Regions from separate parts of the Zea mays genome. Here regions 1, 3 and 4 are each linked to region 2. Evidence: chromatin contacts called from public Hi-C data. All regions are on one chromosome and are shown on one strand. The core of a region is the stretch at or near the end of the contact, and the rest is flanking DNA. Distances in the headings are between cores, read along the strand shown.

What was found. Hi-C and Micro-C count contacts between places; a contact is called where the count stands out from the background.
Region 1: a Hi-C map of tassel shows a contact between it and region 2, with 4 times the contacts expected there. The contact joins the promoter of LOC100382378 here to the promoter of LOC100275318 in region 2. A contact is called at or near these places in 2 of 25 Hi-C or Micro-C datasets (ear and tassel).
Region 3: a Hi-C map of leaf mesophyll shows a contact between it and region 2, with 2.6 times the contacts expected there. The contact joins the promoter of LOC542339 here to the promoter of LOC100275318 in region 2. A contact is called at or near these places in 2 of 25 Hi-C or Micro-C datasets (leaf mesophyll and tassel).
Region 4: a contact with region 2 is called in a Hi-C map of bundle sheath, with 4 times the contacts expected there. The contact joins the promoter of LOC100283121 here to the promoter of LOC100275318 in region 2. A contact is called at or near these places in 6 of 25 Hi-C or Micro-C datasets (bundle sheath, ear, endosperm and 3 more).

What each region holds. Positions count from the first base shown.
Region 1 is chr5:58,650,005-58,654,679 of Zm-B73-REFERENCE-NAM-5.0, reverse strand. LOC100382378 (UDP-sugar pyrophosphorylase) reads left to right here and starts at 1,708. Exons shown (of 17, transcript NM_001175123.1): 1 at 1,708-1,879; 2 at 2,921-3,025; 3 at 3,272-3,388; 4 at 3,603-3,743; 5 at 4,422-4,521. The coding sequence starts at 1,772.
Region 2 is chr5:58,213,102-58,217,740 of Zm-B73-REFERENCE-NAM-5.0, reverse strand. It overlaps LOC100275318, which reads left to right and starts at 1,853. Exons shown (of 1, transcript NM_001175028.1): 1 at 1,853-2,908. The coding sequence starts at 1,968. The coding sequence ends at 2,585.
Region 3 is chr5:58,703,462-58,708,046 of Zm-B73-REFERENCE-NAM-5.0, reverse strand. LOC542339 (acidic ribosomal protein P3) reads left to right here and starts at 2,698. Exons shown (of 2, transcript NM_001111919.2): 1 at 2,698-2,976; 2 at 3,672-4,151. The coding sequence starts at 2,779. The coding sequence ends at 3,836.
Region 4 is chr5:57,854,962-57,859,453 of Zm-B73-REFERENCE-NAM-5.0, reverse strand. It overlaps LOC100283121, which reads right to left and starts at 2,675. Exons shown (of 4, transcript NM_001156023.1): 1 at 2,354-2,675; 2 at 2,179-2,273; 3 at 898-1,348. The coding sequence starts at 1,320.

The DNA.
Region 1 (4,675 bases), core at 459-2,958, 440 kb before region 2:
GGCCGGAGACCGTCAGACCGGCGTGAGAGAGGTGGGAATCCCGCGGCCTTCGTGTTCGTCCCGCGCCCAGGTCGGGTGCGCTTGCAGTAGGGGGTTACAAGCGTCCACGCGGGAGAGGGAGCGAGCGGCCCCAAGCGAGCGCCTGTCTCGTTCTCGTCCCCGCGCGACCAACCTTCTCTAAGAGGGCCCTGGTCCTTCCTTTTATAGGCGTAAGGAGAGGATCCAGGTGTACAATGGGGGGTGTAGCAGAGTGCTATGTGTCTAGCGGAGGAGAGCTAGCGCCCTAAGTACATGCCGTTGTGGCAGCCGGAGAGATTTTGGCACCCAGCTGGTGTGATGTCGTGGCCGTCGGAGGAGCGATGGAGCCTGGCGGAGGGACAGCTGTCGGAGCGGTTGGGTCCTTGCTGACGTGCTCTTGCTTCCGTAAGGGGGCTGAGAGTCGCCGTCGTCACAGAGTACGCGGGGCGCCATCATTGCCTATCTGGCGGAGCTAGCCAGATGGGACGCCGGTCTTGTTTCCTGCGGCCCGAGTCAGCTCGGGGTAGGGTGATGATGGCGCCTCCTATTGACGTGGCTGGCCTGCGCCCTAGGTTGGGCGATGTGGAGGCTCCTCCGAAGCCGAGGTCGAGTCTGTCTTCCGTGGCCGAGGCCGAGTCCGAGCCCCTGGGTCGGGCGAGGCGGAGGTCATCGGCTGAGGCCAGGGCAGAGTCCGAGCCCTGGGGTCGGGCGAAGCGGAGTTCGTCGTCTTCTGGGACTTAGCCCGAGTCCGAGCCCTGGGTCGGGCGGAGCGGAGTTCGCCGTCTTCCGGGACTTAGCCCGAGTCCGAGCCCTGGGTCGGGCGGAGCGGAGTTCGCCGTCTTCCGGGACTTAGCCCGAGTCCGAGCCCTGGGTCGGGCGGAGCGGAGTTCGCCGTCTTCTGGGACTTAGTCCGAGTCCGAGCCCTGGGTCGGGCGGAGCGGAGTTTCCTATGGTCCCTTTCGGCAGGGCCTGACTGCCTGTCAGCCTCACTCTGTCAAATGACACCGCAGTCGGAGTGGCGCAGGCGGCGCTGTCCTTCTGTCAGGCCGGTCAGTGGAGCGGCGAAGTGACGGCGGTCACTTCGGCTCTGTCGGGGGGCGCAAGTCAGGATAAAGGTGTCAGACCACCTTTGCATTAAATGCTCCTGCGACTTAGTCGGTCGGTGCGGCGATTTAGTCAGGGTTGCTTCTTAGTGAAGGCAGGGCCTCGGGCGAGCCGGAAATATGTTCGCCGTTGGAGGGGGGCCTCGGGCGAGACGGAAATCCACCGAGGTCGGCTGCCCTTGTCCGAGGCTAGGCTCGAGCGAGGCGTGATCGAGTCGCTCGAATGGACTGATCCCTGACTTAATCGCATCCATCAGGCCTTAGCAGCTTTATGCTGATGGGGTTACGAGCTGAGAATTAGGAGTCTTGAGGGTACCCCTAATTATGGTCTCCGATATATATATATATATATATAGTATCATATTTTAACAAACTGTTTATCTAATTTAGCTAGTCAGATAACTAACTAAATTTGGACAGTGAAAGAATCAATTTGGAGAGTCAGAGTTTGACGGAGAGTTAAGTCCACCGCAACCGTTTCCACGAGCATCACGCGGTCCCCTCCCCTCCAACGACGGAAAACGGTTTGCCACTGCCTGGCCCGTGCGGCCGTGCCCATATCCCCCGCGGAAGGACGACGACGCAACTGGCAGTCACCGACGCGACGCGGGTCGTCTCCTCAGCCCTCCTGTTCAGCCTCCTCGCCAGCGATGGCTTCGGGCGCCGACGCCGCGGCGCTGGTGACCTCCGGCGCCGACGAGTGGGCAGCGGCGTGTCCGCCGCTGCGGCGGAACCTGCAGCTGCTCGCGCCTGACGAGGTGACCCGTGACCGCCGCCTGCTAATCTGTTATACTCATGTACCGAAGAAGAGGTCACGCCGTCGTACTGGCCGCCCTTCTGCTGTTGCCGATGGATTTGCCCGCGCTAGTAGATACTTCGCTCGAGCCGCGCCGATCTCACCCGTCATTCCAGTCGCCGCGGATTCCAAATTCTCTCGCTTCGTAGGCCACGATGCGATGCTCCGCGCCCTGGGTGTGCGGAGGCTCTGCCGTTTGGTTAGATTTCACTTGGTAGTTACGCTCGCATGCCGCGTAAGCGTAGGTGAATATTACTGATTAGATTGGAGGAGTTCAGGTGTGTAGCGCCTGATGATTCAACGCTGGACGGGTACAGCCAACTACCTCGACTCGCTGCCCATCTTTGAAGTCCCCTCACGTGCATGCCCGGCCGGCGGCCGGTGGGGGCGAAGTGGACCCGCCTCCACCGCTAACATTTAGGACTTCCTCCCTCCTAACACAATGATTCTAGAACAACTGTAGTTCAATTCTGTGATTTTCGTGATTGTGGCTGCTGGTTCCTAAAACAGTGCTGGTGGTGTCGTACTAGTGTGTTTAAGTTTAACTACCCTCTGCTCCTGACACAGGCCCACGGTGGGACTAGGAAGCATGGTTCTCATACTCATTTGGATACTGTAAACCATATATACTTGTGCTCGAGCATTAGTTTCCTGTGTAAAAATGGTATTACGAGTATGAATGTTTTGGTAATCTGTAGCATTCCTCTGTTCTCGATTGTGAGCAGTGTTCTTGTTAGTATAATAAATAATATAGTCCTGAGGACGAACAATTTAAGTCTAGCACAATGGTCCCCCAACTAATGTACATCTAACTCCCCCCCCCCCCCCCCCCCCCACCAAATCACGAATCGGGAAAGTACCTATTCGCCCTGGGTTCTCCCATTATTTCAGAACAAAGTGTATCTAAATGTATTAGTTCCGTCAGTGTGACGTTACCATGTTTTCTGTTATTGTTTTTCTCCTGCTACAATGATATTAATATATTATTGCCTGGTGGTTATAGGTTGAGCTAGCAAAAATGCTGTTGAATGAGGGCCAGATTCACCTATTTGAACACTGGCCTGAACCAGGCATTGATGACGACAAGAAAAGAGGCTTCTTTGATCAGGTGTGTATTTAACCTGAGAACATATAATGCAATGTAGTTTCATAAAAGTATATATTTTCTATGTTTTACAAATGTTTTGTAACTAAAGTATTAGCAAAAATCATTTTTTGAAGATGTGCCAATGTCCAAGACATCTCTTGTTTGTGAATGGAGTAGCACTATAATGTATGCAAGGAAGTCATAAACACAAATGATCAAAGTTTTTTTTCCTTTTATTCTAATTTTGTCAATTTGTGATTATCTTAGGTTCGCCGGCTTAATTCAAGCTATCCTGGAGGTCTGGTATCTTACATCAAGAATGCCAAAAAACTTCTTGCAGATTCAAAGGCAGGAAAAAACCCATATGATGGTTTCACCCCTTCTGTAAGTCTTTTTATCAACGGTTTCGTTTGGCCTAAATGTCTACCCTTTTCAGGGGCATTGTTCTATGAATAGTTTAATACAGCACAACCTGGAAAAAAATTCTTGAGATAAATTGATGCTTTTAAAATGGATGTTCTTTATGTTAGTTTGGGTAATTCTTTGCTTTTCCACTTTTCTTGATGATACAGCTAATAAACGTTGTCCTACCTTACAGGTGCCTTCAGGGGAAATTTTGAACTTCGGCGATGACAATTTTGTTTCACTGGAAGCAGCTGGGATAAAAGAAGCCCACAATGCTGCATTTGTTCTTGTAGCTGGAGGGCTTGGTGAAAGGCTTGGTTACAAAGGAATTAAGGTATGTTCTGAACGGCTAAGAGCAAACTAGTATCTAAGCTTGTGCCATGAGATAGTACAGTAGCTTGGCACACTTCAATTGGAACTCGAACTAGTTGTTGTAGTTGCTGTACTAGTATGGTGCCCCGTAACTCCAATTTTGCCAGTATTATTTGGTTATCTTTTTCTCTTACCGATAATATTATTAGGTTAACGTTTCTCTTGCTGAATGTTGATATTGCACATCATCTTGCATAGAAAATAAAAACACCATTTAGGACTTGGGTGGCGTTTGGTTCACGAAATGTAACGTAAATGGTAATGATAATGATTTACACTCAAATACCGGCGGTAACAAATTTGAATAAGACAGTATCCATTTGTAATGTGGTATCGATTACGATTAGACTTAAACAAACATGATTTAACATTATCAGTTACCTATTACGTTACCAATATATGAACCAAACGACACCTTGGTTGTAAGAAAGCTTAATGATTTACAGGTGGTAAAGTAAATTATTTCCTAGTTTAAAGCACTAATTGTATGTCTCGAAAACAGGATTAAGAGTATCTGTGCATCATTAGCTTGTTTTTTTGAACGTAATGCATCATTAGCTTGTGGCCTTGAAAGTTTAGAGATAATCCAACCATGTTTATGTAATTTCACACTGGTGATTTTGTTGCTTTCTTTGATCAGGTAGCACTTCCCCGGGAAACAACAACTGGAAAATGTTTCATTCAACATTATATAGAGTCTATCCTGGTTTTACAAGAGGCCAGCTGCAAAACGGTTGATGGTATGTACTCTACATATCTGTAGTGGATTAGTTACTTAAAAATACTTTGTCTATGGAGCCTCTCATTGTTTTAGTTCTTACAAATGAATTTCGTGCTTTACAATCAGGTCTTGATTTCATTTTATATTGTATTATGTCTCTTCGGTATCTGACG
Region 2 (4,639 bases), core at 604-3,103:
AGAGCAGCTCTACTTTAAAATTTTATGTATAGGAGCTTTACTCGGGAGTGTAGATTGATTTCCCATAAGAATGACAGATAAATACTTTCCCCCCCAAACCATGCTAGTTAATTTGTCCACAGCTTGCGTAGTACATGGGGGCCGTATCGCATTGGTATAGCTGTAGCATACGGTAGGACGACGCCCTGCGTTAGGTTGCGAATGTGACGTACAAGCAGCCTGTTAAACTTTCCTATTGGACAAAGGTCAACACCTCATGCTTCCTCTGTATATCTCATTCCTTATACTATATTATAAATTTCACTATCCTATCTCATTCCTTATTCAATATTTCAAATTTCACTCTGTAACAATGTAATATATAAATCAAAATCTCTTATTTTTATTTTACACTACCTTGCTTGCGGTTGCGGACAGCCTAAAGAACGGCAACCACTCTGCGAATGTAATCTAACAGGGGCCTGATTTGGTGAAGTCTCAAGGTTTCAACCGAAGTTGTCGAGGGGACGCGGCTTTGGCCGAGTGAGCGAAATCTTGCCATGTTTTACTGGACCTGAAGTTTGTGACGGTTTGAGTAGAGTTGTTTTTAATTGCCTTTTTGGCCCTTACACATTACATAGCGGGAATGGTAGCTGAAATGCGTCGGCTGCTGGTTCGCGCACGGCGACTTGTTCGTCGTGGTGGGTGCCAAACGTGCCGGCCGGCGATCGCAGTAAAAGCGAGTGATAAGAGAGCCGAGCGTCGGTTGCTCCGTCCGCTGATTTGGCAGCTTGATGCCTGCACGGGGACTCTGAGCCGCATTCGCCACTGGTACGGTGTTGCACTACTCGTCTGAGCCAGCCGGCAGGCGGCCTCCTCTCCCCAAACCGTGTGTCTCCAGCTACATCAACCAATAAATAAAATCGGCGCGTGTTGCACGTACAACAATAACAAGATGCCGTATGGCACCTCTGAGCTCTATCTTGCGTTGTCAACTCTTTATAATTACATTGGATATTTGACGGTTGTTAGGCGCAACTTGCTTAACCTCTATAACTATTAGCGTAAAACTACTTACAATTTAGCGTAAACCACTGTTGTCGACGTTATAGTGGATTAGCGGGCAAAGGATCCACTGTTTCGGACGTAAGAAACGTGCATGATTTGGGGTAGTTGCCGTTTATCTCACTTCGCACGGGCCATTCATTTTTTCACGTAAAACTGGTACAAAAGAAAAATTAAGTTGTGTATAACTCTATATCTATTAGCGTACAACTGCGTACAACTTAGCGTAAACCACTGTCGACGTTATAGCGGATTAGTGGGCAAAGGATCCACTATTTGACAGCATAAACATTTTCTTTTGCATATAAAAACTAACAATCAAATTATAGGTAGAATTGATTCAGTACCGAGCATGGGATAATAAGGCTTGTCCTTATCCATTAACCAATCCATTTGAGGCCATAATTTGCTGCGGTTCCGAAGGCATCCTCTGACCCCCTCCAGTCAGTAGTCTTCACTCTCCAGTCAACCATGAGATAAAGATTAACCCCTCCGGTACTTCGTTTTTTACGCAGTGTAATCCACCAAGCCAGCCTAAAGATTAACCTAACCATGAGATAAAGATTAAGCCCTCCGGTACTCCACTACTCCGTAGTCTCCAGTCCATCCGCCAAGCCAGCCTAATCCACACGCCACGCCACCCCACCGGGGTTAACCAGCGGCGGCCCCCACTGGGCCCCACAGCCGACCGAGTGTCCGAGTCCGACCTCGACCCGCCGGATCCGTCCGTTAGATTCAACGCTGCAAACATCAACTCCCCGCGGAAATAAATAGGCACCCCGCCTCCCCGTTCTCGTCCTCTGCCTCCGCCTGCCTTGCCGCCGCCCAAGTCTCGTCCGTCGTCGTCGCTCCGCTGCCAGTCAGCCGCATCTCCAGCCTCCAGCAGGCAGAGCACCCCCGCTCTCGTCTCCGGAGCCTTCCGGATGGGCTGCATCTTCTCGTCGCCGGGCTCGGCGCGTGCGCTGCGGCCGTGCGCCGGGGTGCGGGTGATCCACACCAACGGGTTCGTGGAGGACTTCGAGGGCCCCGGCGTGGTGACCGTGGCGCACGTGACGCGCTGCCTCGGCGGGCCCGGCGGCCCCGCCTCCGCCGCCAACGCCGCCGGGAAGGGGTACGTGCTGTGCTCGTCGGCGCACCTGCTGCAGCCGGGGCGCGGGCCGTTCCGGCCCGACGACGCGCTGCAGCCGGGAACCGTCTACTTCCTGCTCCCGCAGTCGGTGTTCCAGGCCGAGTCCTCCGCCGTGGACCTCGCGTGCCTCATGAACCGCCTCACGGCGCTCGCCCGCAAGGGCGGCGCCAGCGCCGCGCCCAAGCCCAGCCCGCTCGACGCGCTCTTCGACGCCGCCGCCGCCGCTGCCGCCGCCTCCGGGAGCCACCGCCAGCACAACCAGCAGCGGATGCCAGTGGCTGCGGCGGCGAGGGAGAAGAAGGGTCAGCCCTGGCGGGCGGCGCCGTGGAAGCCCTGCCTCGAGCGCATCGACGAGTCCGTCGGCCGCGCCTCCATGCGCAGCGCGTCCAGCGGCTGCAGCAGCGAGGCCTGATCATTGGCTCCATCTAGTCCCCTTTTCCCTTCTTGTCTTCTGCAGTAGTGCATACAGATGGATGGTTTTGCAGAACTGTGTGTAAAGATCTGTTGCTTTGCCGGTAGTGATTAATTAGATTCATTCAGCGACGTGTTTTCAGATCCCTCCCATCTGCAGCTCTGCTCGGCTGCCGCTTAATCAATCTCTTCCTGTACAAGCTCAGCTCAGCTCAGCTCAGCAAGTGTGCCAACTTGTCCGACTGGTTTTGATTTGTCGTCGGATCGAGACTCGTGGAGCACGAGCACGCAGCGAAGTCGTCAGAGACTCGCGTCTGGTTTCGCACTCAACTTTCCGCTCCGGTCCGGTGTGTCAGTGTGTGTGTGTGTCAGCACTCAGCAACAGCTAGCGGGATTGTTTGGTTTGGTTTGGTTGGTTTGCCTGCGAGATAAAAGTATTTTGTTGGTTCATACGACCGATCTTACACTGATGATGTCTCCGGCCGCCACCTACCTCTGACGTGTGACCGCCCGCCAGATCTCATCTCCATGATCCCATCACGCCAGCGGCCAGTCCTCCGCTGCCTTCACTTTTCCAGCTCCACCTCGCAGTGGGGCAAAGGGGACCCGCTTTTGTTGACAGCAGCGCCATCCTTCCACCCCGCGCAGGCTGTCAGTCCGTACGCTTTCGTTAGGCTGATGTGATCTACTAGTACACTGAATAGTGTACACTGTTTTAGCACTACACCAATCAGATAGAACATTGAACGATCAGACAGAACACTCCACGTTTAGGCTATCCGCACTCATACTATTCTAAATTTCTACTCTAAAAGGAATATTCTATCCCCGTCAGCAAGATTATCTACTCTATACCACAATTCTCTGCGGTCGTTTTTACTCTATATCTCAACTCTATACCAACAATCATTTTTTTATTATTTTTTTCCATTCTCTCCTTCCATCACTGTTGTTTTATTCTCTCCTCACACCTCCCAAGACACACACAGACAGCTTTCGAGTACGAGAGAGAGCGACTCTGCAGTTAGCGTTTTTCTATCCCTCCCTAAATTCCCAGTGGCCGAACGAGTGAGCGGCTGCAGGCTGATTCAACTCTATCCGCTACTCTATCCTTTAGAGTACCCTTTCGAGCATGCGACTGCGGACAGCCTTAGAGATGTTTGAATGCCCTATGAATAATAGTTAGAGATAATAGTTAGTTGGTCAAAAAGTGCTACTAGAATTAGCTAGCTAACAAATAGCTAACTAACTATTAGCTCTACAAAGACAGATTCACATCGAACGTAAAACCATGTTAGACCTATCCTTCTTGCCAAAAACAAAGTAAATATTCTTTTTTTCATTGGGTAGTACTCCCTCCTATATATATGCGCGCCTGTGAAACTCGCTCTTCGAGCCTATTTTACGTGGTCCTCTTTATTTCTTCGGTTATTCCTATGTCATATAGCTCGAACAAAATTAAAAAAAAAGTTGTGAAGAATTTTAACTTGACATAGATTTAAACAGCGTTTCCGTCTGTTTGTTCACCGGTTTTGTACTGGCACCGACGCACCGTGTGTCGTGTGCCTAAATCCGTACCCACCACCACCACCTCCTCCTCCGTGCAAGTCCCCGCGGATGCCAAAAGATTACATTACTAATATTTATATCTTTAGATAAGTCTACCGCATAAAACATATTCGGCAAGGTACTCATTATATAATCTAAGTATTAATATTTTTAATATATCTGAGCTGATGATACTTGATTTTGGTAGGAAGCGAGAAACCGACAGTCTCTTTTAAGCCAAGAAGAGGGGAGGGGAGCACGCTAAAATAGGTGGCACATTTGTATTGGACAGTCTAAGATATTGTTCGGTTGCGTTTGCCATCTATTTCTTAAGATATTGTTTGGTTACGCCTGAAATCTCCTTCTATTTAATTTTGATTAGGGGAAACTTAATCTCTTTCAATCTTCATCGATCCGGATGTAACCGAACAAGTCCTAAACGTGACTTTGTCAAAACTTGTTCACAAGTAATTGGAAATTTGGAATAGCACCCCACAAGAACCGCCA
Region 3 (4,585 bases), core at 1,449-3,948, 490 kb before region 2:
TTCTCTCAGTTCTAAATGATTCCAGGGTGAAGTTTCTTAATAAGATGTACTCACCCAACATAGTTCTCCAACTTTTCTATAGCAACCATAGTCTATAACCCCAAGGATTAAACACAACAGAGCTCTGAAGTTAGGCAAACAATACTGAAACTAAAATTTTCTATCTCTGAATCAGATTCGGTAGAAAACTTGTCTGACAGCTCCACTTTTCCCTTTATTTTGAGAAATTGGAATCAAACTAATATATGGAGTATGCTATTTTTTACAATGTAACATTCCACAACTTTCCGAAGTTCATATATAAGCCTATCTAGAATTCATGGGGTGAGATATGAAAATTGTAACTATAAATTTATACACTATTTTTCTAATGTATAACTTATAACATACTTTTCTACTTACTTCTCTATAGCATAAGTGTAGTGTATAATTATCTCTCTCATATTATTTAGGATAATATACAACTATATGTAATATATATATATATATATATATATATATATATTAACTTAATTAGTTTGTGCCTAAATTATGATTATTAGAATAAAATTCAATTCCAACCAAACAAACAGGGCTAATAGATACGATTATGGGCCTGTTTGGTTCAGCTTTTTTCTGACCAGCTTTTCTGAAAATCCGGCTGTGGGGAGAATCTGGCTGTAGGGAGAATCTGAGTATTATTACGATTACGTGTGGAGGAAGATAAAGTTGTTTATAGGGCTCAGGATCTAGAAAGTGACGGATTCCTACTATTACAACGACTCAACCGATTATGTGTTTATGTTGATTTTGGATAGTTTTTGGCCCGACGAATTTTATAGAAGCTGGCTGAAAAGCTAAGCGTTTGGCAGTCCGCAACAGCTTTTGGTGGCCAGAAGCTGCCAGAAGCCGAAACAAACAGGGCCTATAACTAATATACTCGTGGTTGAAATACATATTCGGTACGAAAACATGAATTTGATTTCATTTTTTTCTAAAACAAATGGTCTATGCCTGCTTTGTAACACTAATAAAAAAGATTTTTGAGATTTCGACTACACGGTTTTTTTGGATATTTTTTAAAATACATGTACGCCCCATTTGAATTATTGGAATTGAATTCCATTCTAATAATAGTAATTTACGCATATATCAATTAAGCTAATTCGATTTTATGCAAAATATATTTGTATACTATTATTAGCAAGATGTTAGAGATATTTATGTACTACATTTTTTACTAGAGAGGAGTGAGACGAGGAGTGTCATGTAAGTTATAGAGTAGAAACAAATTCTACTAATACATAAAATCATTTCTCACCCTCCACCGCATGAATTTGAGATAGGATTATATCTGAACTTTGAAAAGTGGTTGAATGTTAAATTCCAAACTAAATAAGTTACTTTATTGAGTGTATTCCAATTCCTCTAAAATGAAGGGATCCAAACGCTTAAAGCACCAACGGTCGTCCCGCGTCATCTTTTTACAAATAACCCCTCACAACCATTTCAGATTAATCCGCTGCACGCCTATAGATGACCAAACGACGGCTGGGCCAGACGCCAGCGGGCCACAACTCCCATCTGTCTGTTTGATTAAATTAGCGTAAAATATTAAAAAAATAGTGCAAGAGATAGGGTTTGAACTCATGCCTTGATGAAAGAAGGGCAGAAGACACTAGGTAAAGCTATCTAACCAGTAAAACATCATGATTAGATGTTTTTAATATTGAATATAAATTATATATATGTATATATGTTTTTTTTGTAAAATAAAAAAATTTGTGTCGGGCCGGACCAGCAGTACGGACCGAGGCTACAGCCCAAGCACGACACAACGTTCTTGGCTCTTGCAAGCATTAAGTCATTTCTAAGACCACATTAGCGCAATTGACTTCATGGTGTTTGAGGTTGCTGAATTGGATGCGACAATAATGATTTGTCACACTAACAGTAAAATGAAAGGTTATTTGTTGGTTTAAAACGTTAGTAATTGCTACGAAGTAGCATAATTTACATGGAGCGCACACAGTCTTTATTGATGCATAACTTTAGCAACCACTCCATATTTTGATCTATCTTTTTTATAAGTTTGAGTTCACGTGACTTAATTTAGAAACTTGAGCTCACAAACTTTCTCTTATTTGGTCTATGTATGGTGGAATTATATAATTATATAGTCTCTGTATGTTTAATCAGTCGTTGTGAACTCTCTTCTAATCGCTCACTTTATTGGTCGTGTTGTATCAAGACATATTGGATGAAGTAAATAATAACATCAGTTAGCCAAATCAAAAAAATATTATACGGAGAGCGGAGACAATCAATAAAAAATATTGATTTTTTTTTGTGGATAGTTTACATGAGTGTTGTTGTAAGCCGTCGCAACGCACGAACAACCGACTAGTATGGAATAAAACAACAGTCCATAACCACTTAGATAGAAAAAAATTAAAATTAAGAAAGTATAAAAATCTGGTTTTATAAATGAGAGGTAAAAAACACGATCATGAGATTTGAGGGGTCAAAAGGATTTTATCCCAGAATTTATGCACATGTTTGTGTCCTTTCGTGTTTCATTGATGTTGGGCGAAGCATTAAACTAACTAAGCCCATATAATCTTGGCCTGGCCCATAAACGCGGGCCCGGCCCCACGAGGTTCCATGGGCTCCCAAGAAACCATTACATAAACCCACCCATTGCTAGGGTTTCAACCCAGCAGCCTCCCAAATCCCCAAAGCCTCCGACCCCCTTCCTCTCTCCCTCCGCCGCCGCTGCGCACGCAGGGAACAAGCGACATGGGCGTCTACACCTTTGTGTGCCGCAACAACGGCGGCGAGTGGACCGCCAAGCAGCACTCCGGCGAGATCGAGGCTTCCGCCGCTACCCCATACGAGCTGCAGCGCCGCCTCGTCGCTGCCGCCTCCGCGGCCGACTCTGCCTACGGCGTCCAGTCGTCCTTCTCCATGGTCACCCCCAGCTCCGCCGTGTTCCAGGTCTGTTCGCCGACGCATTCCTTCTGGATCCACCGGATCTAACGTTTATACAGTATATAGATGTATATGCGAAGTTGTCTGTATTCGGCAGTGAAGTATCTCGACTTGCCACTGTTTCGGCTGATCGCGTCTGTAGAGCAATAGGTTTGTCAGGTTGATATTATCGTTTTGAGAATCTGATGTTGTGTAGCATAGCAGCTTATAGTGTTGGAGCTGGTGATGCTGTATTTGTCTTGTTGGCATAGAACTATTGTCTTGTTGGTAATTGGTATATAACTATAGATTGAAGTGTTCTCCTTTGGCCATTACTGTTGCCTGAAGTGTTCCCTTTTGGCCATAGTAGAATTCTGTGTTGTTGCTGATCTGCATAATTCAAGCCCATTCCTCGTTTATGTTATATAAACTGTGTTATATGTCAGCCACCACCTATATACTTTAGCTACGTTACTGTGTTTTAGCTGTTAGTTTTTGTTAGAAAATATCAAAATTAACTAGGTTTCAATGTAAAAAAACTGCTATGCTTGCGCTTTGGCTGACTGTGGTGTGTAAGTTCTATGATTAACCCACACCTGAATTGAACGTGGTAGTGTTTATGATGATTAGATGTCTAGGCTTTCTATGTTTGCGTGAATCGTTTCTGCTGGATTGTCCATTGTCATCACCACCTTATGTTCAATACTTTAAATCTTGCGCAGGTGATCGTCGGTGCTGTCGGTGGTGGTGCAATGATGGTGAGCGGAGGTGGCGGCGGCGGTGCTGCTGCATCTGGTGGTGCTGCTGCCGAGGCTCCCAAGGAGGAGAAGAAGGAAGAGGAGAAGGAAGAGAGCGACGACGACATGGGATTCTCCCTGTTCGACTAGAGTTGTGTGTGTCATCTGGATCTCAGAAGTGGTGGTTTGGTCCTGTTGCCGTAGTTAATTTTGCTGTCCTGTCTGTGAACCTGAAGAACTCTTGGTAATTGTTACAAGCGACCTGTTCCAGTTTATGTGAGAATTTGATATGTTGTTTGGAATCATATATTCTCCTTGCCATTTGTTGTGATTTTCGGTGCCAAAAGGTTACTGTTTCCTGTAATGATAATATGTAGCTAGTACTTGTTCAAGAAATTGAACAGCAACAGTACTACTTGTTCAAGAAATTGAACAGCAACAGCTCGTCATGCACCTTCTTTCTCTCGTGAAGCTCTGTTCTATGTTTCTCAACTTTGAGAGTTGATTCTTTAATAGAGTGATTCTCTATCAAAAGTGAATTTATTTGACGAAAATTGTTTTACAAATAGATTGTGAACTGATTTCTGAGTAGGTTGGGAGAGGTGGTAAGTAGGTTTTTTGGTTTCCACTTTCAGTATGAAATAGTGACTAGATTTACTCTACTTTTACCATGGAGCAGTTCAGATTTTTACAGTTTGGCTCTGCGGTAGTGATTCTCGTTGATAGCGAAGTTGTGGGAGCTCTGCCCCTTAATTTAAAGGGTCTTTGCACTGTTTCTACTATTCCAACTTCAACATAAAGTTGTTGTTTATAATCAAATTTAACTTGTTTTAAAAAATATTTTTTACTCTAAACAAGAAATAAAATAACCTATTTAAATGTCTTCTAAAAGTTTATAA
Region 4 (4,492 bases), core at 1,426-3,925, 360 kb after region 2:
CATGGTTGTGGATCCAAATCAGACTAACGAAACCACTACTGTATCACCATATATGTACTTCTGGTAAATTAACCAAACAGAATACTTAAATTAAACAGTATCTAGCCAACCACACCACTGGAAGATCGTGTTGCCAAATATGACTAGCATAGCTTATGACAAGGCTGCAAATTCTCAGCCCTATTTTCTGATCTGCATAAGGGCAAGAATCTCATATCTCAATAGGATATACCAGAAATTCCTAACGATGGCATTCAGATTGAGCATAATGCACAGACAAACAAGTGCAAGTATTGGGTTACTTAGTGGCTACCTTTTATGTCAAATGTCCTATGTCGAGGTGGCAAAATATTGTTGTGTTTCTGTTTACTAGTTCATAGCATGTGCTAACACTACCGCAGCATTTCAGGGGTGCGCATGAAAACAACCAAATGATGATATTTGTTTCCATAGTTTAAGTTTCACGCTAAAAAATAATCTCATGAAGTTGGTATCTCGAATACACAACCATGTGCTCAGAAGTAGAACATCACAATTCATCTTCAGACCCTAACACACAATCTTTTGTATGCCTTTGGGAGCATTGTCTTTGGCTTCATTCCCATTGAACTTCAATAAGTCAATAAAAAAACAGGTCCTCCATTTATCTCCATTCTGATACATGCAATTATTGGGCTGAATTTTGCCGATTTCAGTGCACATGACAGAATTGTATCAATTTGATAGTAGATTCAGTGTGACAACAGAAATTACTTAATGCCCCTCAGTTCATGTGAGAAAATGATCATACTTTCTCAATGTAATGACTGATGACAGATTACTGAACATATATACATCAATAAAGAAACAAGAGCAAAGGACATAACTATTTGAAAACAGGATCCTTGCGAAACTTACCTGAAAAAGGAAATACTGGCAGTGGTCATTGGATAGTGGTTGAGATGACTTAATTATTTGATGCAGATCAGTGTCCATGAGCTCATAAACCAAGTAAACGTCCTTGAAGCTCCTTCTATGCGCAGGCATCATTATGTCCTTGAGAGCAATAACATTCTCGTGCCTCAGGTGCCGAAGGAGTTTCAGCTCTCTCAGCGTCCTTAGCGCATCCACACGGTTGTCAAAGACGTTGTTTATCTTTTTTATCGCGACTTTTTCATTGGTCTCGCGGTTAACAGATGAGCAAACGATTCCGTAAGCTCCTCTTCCGATGGGCTTGATCGGCACGTACTTGGTGTCGATCTCAAACAGTGTCTGCCACATAGTATAGTAATGCTTTCCTTGACTTGCCATGCCATTGGGGGGATCCACCATCATCGCCATTTTCTGCCAAGGAGCACACGCCAATGACCTAGTAGGAGATAAAATTATAAGAAACCAAAAGGTGAAGCGTCATCAACTCTTTTAAGAGAATAGGTTAGCTTTCCTAATACTACACGCAGGGAACACCAAGTCATGTCATACGAACCGTGTAATTTTCTTAATACTGTACACTGGGAAGACCCAGTCAGGTTGTACAAACCGTTTAACAGACAACAGAGTGAACTTGTGCAAATTTCTTACTTTTGCTAGTAGCATGAACAAAAATAATGAATGAATATGCTCTTTGCAATGATGCTACGAAGAATTCAAATTGTTCGTTTTTTTTTGACCAGTTGGACTTTGATAAGCATACTTCCTAAGCGAAGGCAAGGTCCCACTTTGATAACATGCTGTAACCCCCAATTCCCTAATCTCTCTGAAACGACTTTGACAAAACGAAAAGAGAGGCAAGAGTCTGTCTTATGTCCAAATCTTTTTTTTTGGTTCGTGGAGGGAGCATGCATTAAACGAGCACGTCATACGCACACGCACCCCTAATCCAGTCCCAACCTCACTGGAGCGCCAATTCCCGCGGCAGGCAGCGTTGATTGGACTCCACCATAGTCGGACGCGGCTCCCCGAGCTAAGATCGTCCGACGAGGAGGCAGAGCAGTGAGCACCGCCACCGATAAACAAACAGATATAAAGAAAAAGAAACACGGAGGGTGGAAGCTCAAGCTCGGATCCCCACCCGTCCCTCCCTTCCGCCGCCGCTCGTCGCCGGTCTGGCAGCGTGCGGAGTCGAGTGCCGCGGCGGATCGGCCGGACCGAGAACCGAACGCACGCAAGGCATAGGAAGCGGGCACAGGTCGTAGGTACCTCGGGAGTAGGGGCCGGGGGGGCGCGGTCGTCCGCCGCCCGCTTACGCTGTCATCGTCGCCAGGATGGCACGGCCGGGCAGGATCCGCCGCTCACTGCACGGGCAAAAAAGGAGGGGCGTGAGCTGCGGTCGGGATTCGAAGCGCTGGGGCGCGGGGAGTGGAGCGCCACCCACCGTCACCGCCTCCGGCACGCGCGGCGCGGCGTCCACCGGCCGCCGCCGTAGCAGATCTGGAGCCGTGCGTGGAGCGGAGCGGGGAGGGGGGATGTTGGGGCAGGCGGGCGCGGTGGGAGGCTGGGATGGGAGCTAGCGGGCGAGACAAGAGAGAGCGAGGCGCGGGCCGGGAGAGCACTGGCGTCGTGGCTTGCTATTTTTATTGGGGAGACCCGCGGCAGAGGGGGGTGCGTGCGTGTGAGGGTGAGTGTGGGAGCAGGCGGCGGCAGCCGAGGCTGCGCAGACGCGGGCACGCGGCAGCCCCGCCGGGCGCGGGGGCGGCTATTTGCCAGCGAGCAAACGGAGCGGAGCTGGCAGTGGCATGGGCGTCATCCGGTGCGCGCCGCGCGGGTGACGTCGGTCGGTCGGTCGCTCTCTCGTCCGTCCGTCCCCACGGCTGCACGGAACGGCAACAGCACAGCACACAACGCCGCCTGTTTCCTTTCCCTTACCGGAACGCCGCCGCACCGGCACCGCTCCACTCGCCCAGGCGCAAAAGCCTGCCCTGCCCGCGTGCGTCGCCCGCCAGCGCCAGCACACCCAACCCAACCCCCAGGCCCCCGCATCGGGCATGTGGGCCGCCGCCTTTCCGCTACGGTTACATCACGCCACGCGGCCGGGCGGGCGGCTTGCTCGTTCGCGTTGCGTCCGTCTCCTCCCCTCCCCTGCTCCATCGCGTGGAAAAGCGCACGCGTCATTGGGCCGCGCTTGCGAGCAGTTCGGCTACGGTTAGGAGGGGCTCCGCTCGTAGCCTTTGCCGCGGCACATGATCATCAGGGGCTCTCCGTCGTCTCTCCGCCAGGCCGCGTGCGTGCGTACATGCATGATGCATGTGGTTGTCTCTTTCACCGTCGGTCGCCATCGCCACGTCGTCGTCCAATGTGCATGCAGGCGCCTGCCGCCTGGCATCTCGCGTTGAGATCCGGCCGCTCCATCCCTTTGCATTTGCAGGAAGCAACGGGTTTCCTTTCCTTCCCTTTCTTCTTGCTTGGAAACGAGTCGATGGAACCTAGAGATGTTCAAACGGATCGAGGCGCCTGGTAAACCCATAACCTAGCACAGTTTTACTCTCACGGTCTGACCCCAACATAACCTAGCGCGTTGGTTAGCAGGCGCGTCACGGTTGGCCCGGCCTAGCCTGACCTGGTTTTATGTTTTCCCATTTTTCTATAAATATCTATATTACACATTATTATAGGTATAAAACATAAAAACATGTGTCATTTTTGTTAAATGGACGTAGATACATTTTTAATTAAATCTAACTATCATGGTTTAAATCTCTATTTCTATATATTTTTAGTTTTTTTTTGCTATTTAAACGTGAGAAGAAAAGAATATGTGAACTTTTCCCTTCGCCGACTTGGATTGGGGTTGGAGCTGAGCTAGCTGCCTTTACGGCTTACTCGTGCCAAGCACCAACGTGCGTGACAGTGTCTAGACAGGGCCTTGATTTGGCTCGTTTCCGATTTTTCAGCCTTTGTCCATGGCTTCTTGCCCCGTGATGACACTACCCACCTAGGGCTTGTTCGGTTATTTTCAATCCATATGGATTGAAGGGGATTGATACGGATTGAGGGGGATTTTGACTTACTAGGGATTGAAACCCCCTCAATCCCCCTCAATCCATATGGATTGAGGTATAACCGAACAAGCCCCTAGCGTGGGGGTTAGCCCGATCAGTTTCTTTGGGTTTTAGAATTTCGGGTATCTAGAGACTATCCAAAATTAGATTGTTCAGATGATATAACCAAAATTTTGGGTAATTATAAATTTTAGGTTCGCATTCCGGTAGCTCGTCCTACCTAAATATCAGTCAGCCTAAACAATTCACTTCTAAATTATACATCAGTCAACTATTATTCGCACATGTTACAAAACAAGAAGTCGACCATATCTTGCCAATGACAATAAATGTTGATAAAAGTGTGAATAACAACAATACCAACGGCATTGATCAAATGATAAATAAATATAACACCAAGAATGCAAGAACCGGCTATGTTCGGGTTTTGAGTTTTGATACTTGCAGCCTGCAGAAGCTCATCGGGTTTCGGGTATTAGGCTAAACAGTTTCGAGTTTGAGTTCTTTTTGAGGGA